Linked DNA regions of Arabidopsis thaliana: region 1 is linked to region 2. A link is a contact called in public capture Hi-C data. All regions are on one chromosome and are shown on one strand. The core of a region is the stretch at or near the end of the contact, and the rest is flanking DNA. Distances in the headings are between cores, read along the strand shown. Region 1 holds the start of AS2 (Lateral organ boundaries (LOB) domain family protein). Region 2 holds the start of XTH17 (xyloglucan endotransglucosylase/hydrolase 17).

Evidence for each region. Capture Hi-C pulls out chosen DNA fragments and counts their contacts.
Region 1: a capture Hi-C map of root shows a contact between it and region 2, with 5 times the contacts expected there. A contact is called at or near these places in 3 of 26 Hi-C or Micro-C datasets (leaf and root) and 1 of 3 other capture datasets (root).

The regions. Positions count from the first base shown.
Region 1 is chr1:24,396,724-24,400,800 of TAIR10.1, reverse strand. AS2 (Lateral organ boundaries (LOB) domain family protein) reads right to left here and starts at 2,658. Exons shown (of 3, transcript NM_001084308.5): 1 at 2,288-2,658; 2 at 972-1,088; 3 at 1-705. The coding sequence starts at 655. The coding sequence ends at 56.
Region 2 is chr1:24,254,208-24,258,648 of TAIR10.1, reverse strand. It overlaps XTH17 (xyloglucan endotransglucosylase/hydrolase 17), which reads right to left and starts at 1,595. Exons shown (of 3, transcript NM_001334201.1): 1 at 1,106-1,595; 2 at 798-991; 3 at 169-702. The coding sequence starts at 1,453. The coding sequence ends at 330. AGL38 (AGAMOUS-like 38) reads right to left here and starts at 3,720. Exons shown (of 1, transcript NM_105204.3): 1 at 2,792-3,720. The coding sequence starts at 3,720. The coding sequence ends at 2,884.

The DNA of each region.
Region 1 (4,077 bases), core at 1,409-3,908, 140 kb before region 2:
GTTTTCTCATCACCAAGCGATCGACGAAGATGAACACCACCAAAACCCTAAAATCTCAAGACGGATCAACAGTACGGCGACCATCATCTCCAGCGGCGGCTCTCGGCTGCTGAAACTGAGTGATCTGTCCAATGGCAAGAATCCCACCGTCGTAGTTGTTACCGGCCGGAACATCCAAGCCACCAAACATTTGTTCTCTAGGAAAAAACTGGTGGTGGTGATAGTGGTCTCTCACGGCGGTGGCTGTTCCATCTGCTGCTCCGGCGAGTAAGTTGATGCCAAGACTCTGATGAGTGGCGGCGAGGATACCGAGGCTTTGGTACTTAGAGAGCTCAGATTTAGCACAGCTGAGATCTATCTGAAGCTGACGAAGCTGATGTTGGAGGAGAGAGATGACGCCGACGCAGCCGTAGACAGGGTCACGGAGGCGCATGTCGGCTTCATAGGCCAAAGAGTTCACTGCGTCTTCACGTTGTGAAGGGTGAAGCTCGTTGAGGAGCTTTGTCACGTTACTTGCTCCAAACACTTTGTGAACGTTTGCGAATTTTTGTGGCTGGTCCGGTGGGAAATAGGGCGCGAATACACATTCCGGTTGACATTTTCGCCGGAGGAATTTGCAAGCGGCGCATGGTGAGTTTGTTGAAGAAGATGCCATTTTAATGACTTGAAAATGGAGTTTTTCAATTTTTTCTCTTTTCCCTCTCCCTACACAAAGCCGCCATTGAAAATTGAGAGAAATAAGGGTTTTTGAATTTAGTTTTTGGAGGTAGAAGGTATAAGGAAACAAAAAAAGATATTATGAAATCAATTGTGATTTTGGAGATATTACATTATCTGTTTTTGTAATCAAATATGAAATTAAGTGAGAAAATAAAGAAAGAAATAATGTAGAGAAGTTGCTCAATCTTTATTGTTGTCAATTAAAAAAAAAAAAAAGTTGTTCAATCTCTATAGAATAAGAAAGCTTTTACCTGCGAGTAAATTAAAGAAGCCTTTCTTTGAATAATGGCTTCTGTTGCTCAGAGGGGAAATAAAAGAAGATCCTCTCTGCTTTCTTTAAGCTGCTATTTGGGGTTGCATACAAAAAGCTGTAAAATAAGAGAAACTTTGCAATTAGTAGTATTAAAGATATTTGGTGAGCTATATATGCACATACACTACACACACACATAAGTGTATATGTATACTTATATATACTGATCCAACCTTCTTGTCAACTGTTGAAAGCAAATAGAGGAAAAAATGAGTAACATGAAGGTGCTTTTCGAAAGTCAAACATAAAGGTATGCATCCAAATATATAATATATGCTTGGGAGATAAAAGATCATTTCAGACCTAGAGATATGTGTAGCTATATGATATAGAGGAACTTGTAGCTATATGATTGCTAGTCAAATTTTGGTAACTAGACCTAAGAGTCTAGAGACAACCTGAGAGATTTAAAATCATTATAAAAACAAATTAAAAAGAGATGGAAATTTGTACCGTGTAGTTGGAATGCGTATGGATGGATTAACGAAATATAGGGAACAAAACAGATGGGATCAATGGTGTTCTTTGTGTTGCTTATAGGTAGGTATGAGAGAGGGAAGAAGAAGAGAGAAGAGAAGGAAGAAGATGTAATTAATTACTAAAAAGCAAAAGATTGGATCTCGTGAAGAAGAAGAGACTTTTGGGTTTTGAGGCTCTCGATGGGCAAAGCTCATCTTGTGCTTAAATTTCCTATTATATTAGTATTTTATAAGAAAATGAGCTAATAAATATGATAAGACTAGTACTAATTAATGTTATTTATTTTTAATATATATACTTAACTAAATAAATAACTATAGAGTATACCTTCAATAGTAATAGGATTTGGTACTAGAGGGAATTGATTTCCATGTGAAGAAGTTGCGAGTTTCTAAGGAGAAGAAGGGATATTGGGATGAACCCTTGGACCCTAGCATAGACTCTAACAACAATAATAACAATAAATGTATAGTTATTAGTATTAAATTTCAAAATAAAAAAGTATCTAGAAAGAAAAAAAAGGAAATAAATGTGAAAAGGAGAGATGGGAAATGAGAGATGGGGTCTGACTCTGACTCTCCTGATGGATCTTGGGATGAAGAATTTTGCTCTTTTTATTCTTATTCTTTTTGTCTAGGGATTTACATACAGTAACCAAGCATTTTGTTATTACTATTATTATACTCTCTACTAGTAATTCGCATTAATATTATATGATACGGTTTGACAAAAGCTAAAATATAAATACAGTCGAAAAGTTGATAATGAAGTTACCGTCCTCAAAGTTTCTTCGGTCAAACCCATTTTTTCATGTTTCTTTATACCAAAATCCATAAGAATCTACTGCCACTTTCTTTCTTCTCTTCTCTCTCTTTCTCTAATTACAATATATAATATTATATTAGGATCATGCAAGTGTCTTTATTTTTGACTCGCTAGTTTTACGCAAAGTAAGAAAGAAAAAAAATAGAAAAGAAAATAAGTGAAAGAAAAGAGGAAGGCATAGAAAGATGATGAGTTTAGGATCAGTACTCCCTAAGGTGTAGGGAGATAGAAAGAGAAAATCGCCCAGATGCAGAGGCTAAGGAAACGGAGAGAAAGAACAACTTTTATGGTGTGTCGATATATAGAGATAGAGAGAGAGTGAGTGATCACGGACTCTGTCTTTCTTCTCTATATATATCTTCATACTTTCCTCTACGGGAAAATTAGGAGATATACCATGAAACTTGTTTATATAATGATACCTACTTTGTTTTTGGAGTTTAAAAGATAACCCATGATTAGTAACCCTATGAGATTAATGTTACTGGGACATTAGTAATTTTTAAGATGAGGTTATAGTATTTTTTGTTTATGCATTTTTAGTTTGAATTTCCAAATGTGAAGGGAATAGAAAAACATTAATGGAAGTTTTGTATCGAACTGTTGAGAAAGGGGTTAGAGACAGTGGCACCGTTTCTTAGATGCTTTAGGTTTTTAGACATTTTGGTGTTAATAATTGAAGTTACATTCTCAAGACACAAGACTTTGTATATAGTTCTGCATTTTGTTGTATATCTTAAAAATCCTCGAAAATGTTATTATCAGAAATGGATACTTGTTTTTAGTTGGTTTCATAAAGTGTGCCATTTTTGTATAACAACAATACAACCATAATTCAAGTTCATTTTTACTAGTAACTACAGTACTTTTTTTTATGAATCTGAAACCTCAACCAACAGAGCCAAATTCAACCAATACAACAACTACAATAAATGTGTACATTTACCTTATGTACTAGCAGAAATATTCTAAAACTTTGGGTTAAGCGATTGTCAAGGTTTTAAACTCTCTTTTTTCACTACTAGTTCTCCTTTCTTGGTAACAAATGTCAAGTTAAGCAAATTTAAACACTCGATTAAGTAATCAGAACCGAAATTTAGTTGGTCTCTACGATTAGGTCATCACTTTTTACGTACGACCTAACCTAACGAAGAAGCGTGCAAAGAGAAAAAAGAATGGTTATCATGATCATATAACATTTAAAACATTAGTCAATTTGGAGAGAGAACAAGAATGGGAAATGAATAGAAGCAAGTGGGTCGTGGTTGCATATTGCATTGTTGTAATTACTGTTGGAGCAGAGTCTGCAACACTATTTACTCGTACCCATTTTCAAACGACAACCATTCCTTTTATTTATATATTTATTCATTACTTTTGAAATAAAACTATTCATGTCTTCATGTTCTTTGTCTTCTTCCTTCGTTTATAACAATGGGTCCAAAAATCATAGAATTCACACCATATGGATGGTTACACTCCTTCTCTCCAATTAATATTCATAATAAGTATGTTTGGCTGATATCGTTTTCATATTTTTCCATTATTATATATACATTGCGTCTTCTTCTAAAACTAGTTTGGATTTAAATTACAATGTTTTCCACATTTCGGGCCCTACTTACAAGCTTTTTAGTATATAAGTAATAAGTTTACGATTAAGTAAAATCATCTCCAATTTTGAAAATGTTACCTGAACAATCAAGTATAGAAAGTAAGACTAAAATAGTAAAACCAAA
Region 2 (4,441 bases), core at 346-2,845:
ACCTTCATATCAGATAGATCAGTTCTTCATATTAGTAAGCCTATGATTTATGTTCTTCCAAAGCATTATTGTAGAATTAATGAACTCCTCTACCTATGTTTTTAACTTTTTAAAAAGTCTAGTGAAGCCGGCCAGTTAAATTTAATTACGTTAACAAATGAAAGCTTTTTTCCATAATTTATTTTTATTACTTCAATCTTAAAACATCTTACACAAACACCACATACTGTATATATGAGCAACAAATAAATGATAAAAATAAATAAAAACTTGATTGAGTTACAAAGGCAATGCCAAGTAACATATTCATGTATCAAAGAATCAAGAATTTAAGTGCACTCGGCAGGAACTCCTCGAGGAAACCTTCTTTTATCGGTGCAATAGTTGTAGATCATGTATTTACTTTGCACACCTTTCATTCTTGTCTGGCCGTTCGAATCGAGTTTTTGAGTGAACCATGGGGAATTCGCGGAACAAGATGATTTTCCATTAGCCCATACACATCCATCGACATTGTAGTTTCTATAAAAAGCAGTAAAAGGAGCTTTTGACCAATCTGTTTTCTCTAATCCTCCTCTTGTTGCCCAATGCTCGGCTTCCCAAAGACTCGCGTAGAGTCTCATTGGTTGTCTAGTTGGGAACGGGACTCCAATCGCCTCGGGGTTCTTGAACTCTCTAATAGGAATTCCATCAACCGTAAAACTGTAAGAGGGGCAAAAACAGAAGAGAACGTAAGTTCATGAGCGCATAGCCTCAAAACATATAAGATTATACAAAGTATCAAAGGTTACGCTTACATAATCCTTTGAGGATTCCATGTGATGCAATAAGTGTGAAAGTTAACGGTTGGGTCGAACCATAGATGAAATTGTTGTTCTTTGTCTCCTGTGCCTTTTGTGTAAACATTAGTATGGAGAGTATATGGATGACCACTTATGTTTCCCAAGAACTCGAAATCGATCTCATCCCACGTAGTTCCCGGAGATTTTAGCTACACAAAGTCATCATAAACACAAACATACTCAATTAATGTAGGCCTAAATATATGTACTATAGGAATAGCAAAAGATGACAAAAAACGGTTTGAAAATTGTATGTAACTTACATAGAATGTTGTCACTGTTCCAGCTGAATTACCAGGAACAAGTTTCATTTGAACCTCGGCTTTGCCATAGAGAAACTCCTGGTTAGACTGAAAACCGGATCCAGAGGATTTGTCGAGCGAGAGAGAAAGAAGTTTTCCATCTCTGTCGTGAATCTTTCCGCGGCCATCACCCCAATGTATCTGAACGTCTTTGTGGAAGCTACCCGCATAGACATGCACAGATTGTGCCGCAAGAAGAAACAGAAGTAAGAACGCAAAGCTTGTACCACAAGAAAGCTTCATTTTGTTCTCACAGGAGTATTGATATCTCAAATGTATTGTTTGATGGACAATCGAGGTAAGTGACATTAGTATATATAGTGTTTGGAAATGTTAAAAGAAAGAGAGAAGGAAGTTTCATAGGTTTGATTATTGATCGTGGGCTGTATTCTAGTTGGCTCATTCGACCTCTTGTTGGTTGTTACAAATTGAAGCCAATAAAATATAATTTCATTACTCGTTTATTGTTACAAAACAGAGAAAATAATGTATATAGACATTCGTATATCACATGCTGGTCCCGCATTGAGATCATTAGATGGAGCCCATATATCGCTATTTTCAACTTTTATAATTTGTAAAGTACATTACTCTAAGAATATCTTTTGGTATTACAATTATTTGAAAAATATAAGAAATTCAATTGGTATAAAAACATGGTTATAAACTTTCTATTGGTAAAAATAATAAAAAAAGAGTTATAAGTGATAAAATGTGGTGCTAAGATAACTCACAAGAGTTCTAAAATAGTTTCAGTATTTGACATCATAGGAAGGTTATTTTGAACACAAAGTTCAATAGTTAAAATTTGCTAAGAACTACTGAATTCGTATATGTTTAAGCACCTATAAAACTAATTAGATATGTTTCTTTTTCTTTATACTGTTTTAAATATTAAATTAATGTAAATATTTGAATACTGTATTATCCTAAATATATTAATTCATTGTATTTTTTCTTTTAGTCATTTTTCTTAAAATGTAATTAAAAACAAATAAATAGGGCTCCTAGATGGTTAAGCCAAAACAATGTTGACCTTCCATTGCTTGATCTGTCCAAAATGGAGAGTGTGGATAGTTCTGGCCGTTTAAATGTTAAGCCATAACATTACGTTCTATCCAACAAATACTACAAACAAAAAAGTAGTTGCATGAAAAAAATTGAATGCTATTAATTTGAATCACTTGTTTACAATCGATACAAGAATTATAGTTTAACATCAATTGCAATAATCGATGTCGTATTAGTTTATGTGGCATCAGTTCACTAAAATTGATACAAATCTAAATCCATTTGCATCACTTGATACAAATATACGATTTTAAATTATTTAGAAAGTGATATAAAATTTAAATCAATAACAACCAATACTAATTAAATATTAAAAAAATTGTTTACCAAGTGATGTAATTGTTTACTCAATTTGTCTATGTCTCACATTGCTCCTATGGGAAAATGAGGCTTCATAGTTTTTTTTATTTAGTGACCTTAGTTTTTGATGGTGTAAAATAAATGTAAAGTGTAATAAACAACTTAAAGAGAAAGTTTTTGATGGTGTTAAAAAAAATGTAAAGTTTAATAAGGAACTTAAGAAAGGGTAAATAAGATAAGTGTGGACGCAAGAATTGTCCAACAATTAATAATAATAAAAAAGACATCACATATAAGTTTTGTCTTATAAAATGGAGAAAACACAAATGCAAACGATCAAACACTTCACTCGAAATACATCCCTTAGACTAGAGATCATTGGTGATGTTAGGAGCACAAACATCAGTGGGGGCAGTGGTGACGGTAGCGAGACAATCGATTTCGGGGTGGTAGTTGTTGTTGTCCATGCAAGGAATGCCCTCGTCCTCTCCATCATTAAGATTTTGATTCAAATCCAAAACCATACTTTGATTCGAATCCTTATTCATATTCATATTAAAACCATGAATTTTCTTTGGAATCTGATCATAAAAATCATAAAGAGCCTGATATTGGAATTGAACCGGCTTTTGCTGATTTTGATTATGATATTGAAACATAGGACCATCAAATCCGACTGGTGCAGCTGCATTCGCAACAATAGGAAGAGGTAAAGATGAAGAAGACTCACCGTTCTCAATAAGGATCTCAATCCTGCGAGTAAGACCATTAAGATACTTATCAATATATAAACTCAAATCTTGAAGATCCCTTCCATCAAGATTATACACATTCGTCTCCCCTTTGAGACAACCAAACATTAACTCCCGAATCTGAGAATTATGGTTCTCATCACGTAGCTTCTGCAGCTGCTCTTTTTCTTTGGCGATCCTTTGACTTATAAAAGTCTCTTGATCCACCATCTTCTTGGTCCGGTCCAACACCGACAACTCCATAAATTTCGACACCACGTCTTCAACGCCTTCCCTTGACGGCCAAGCCTCCGGGATCGAGTTGAACGGACTATAGACGACCGCACATGCTTCAACACCACATAGAGTGACTAGCTCGGTTAGTTTCTTCGTCATCCCTTTCTTCCTTTTGGTGAATGTTGTTTTCCTCGATACACTGTTTTCTATTAACGATAACTTCATCTTTCTCTTCATATCTATTGTTTTTGTTATATGTGTTTTGCTTTGTTAGCATGAGGACGATTGTTTATATACTAGATAAAATGTGTTTCTTATTGCTTTGCTGGACTATTTTCAATTTTTATTTTCAGGATATGGTATTACTTTCACCCTTACGTGTTGGCATGTGATTGATGGTAAAGTGATAATCATTTATCTTTATAGACAGCCCATATAGATATTTTACCTTTTGGGGGGCATAAAACCAGACATTTAGGGGGAAAATTGTATCATATATGTAATGTGATTTATTTTTTATATAGAAAGTCCATTTAAAGGAAAATATATATTTCAAAGGTAATTTAAGATATTTTCTTCTCTATACATTTTTCTATTTGTTATTATTTTTATTTTAATATAATTAATATAAAATGCCTAAAATTGAAACTTACAGTTACAGGTAATAATTAGTTGGATAGAAAGTAAGATTATGTCTAAGCATCTAAACAGCCAGAATCACCCACACTTTCCATTTTGGGTAAATAAGTCAATGGAATGTCAAAAATTGTTTTGGCCTAGCTATCTAGGTGTCCAATTATTCATTTTAATAAAAAATGATTAAAATGAAACATATAAGGAAATAATATATTTGATATAATTTTGTATATTTACATTAATTAAATATACAAAAATTATAGAGAAAAGAAAAACATATCCAATTAATTAGTTTTCTTGGCGGTAAATTATCTAGGAATGT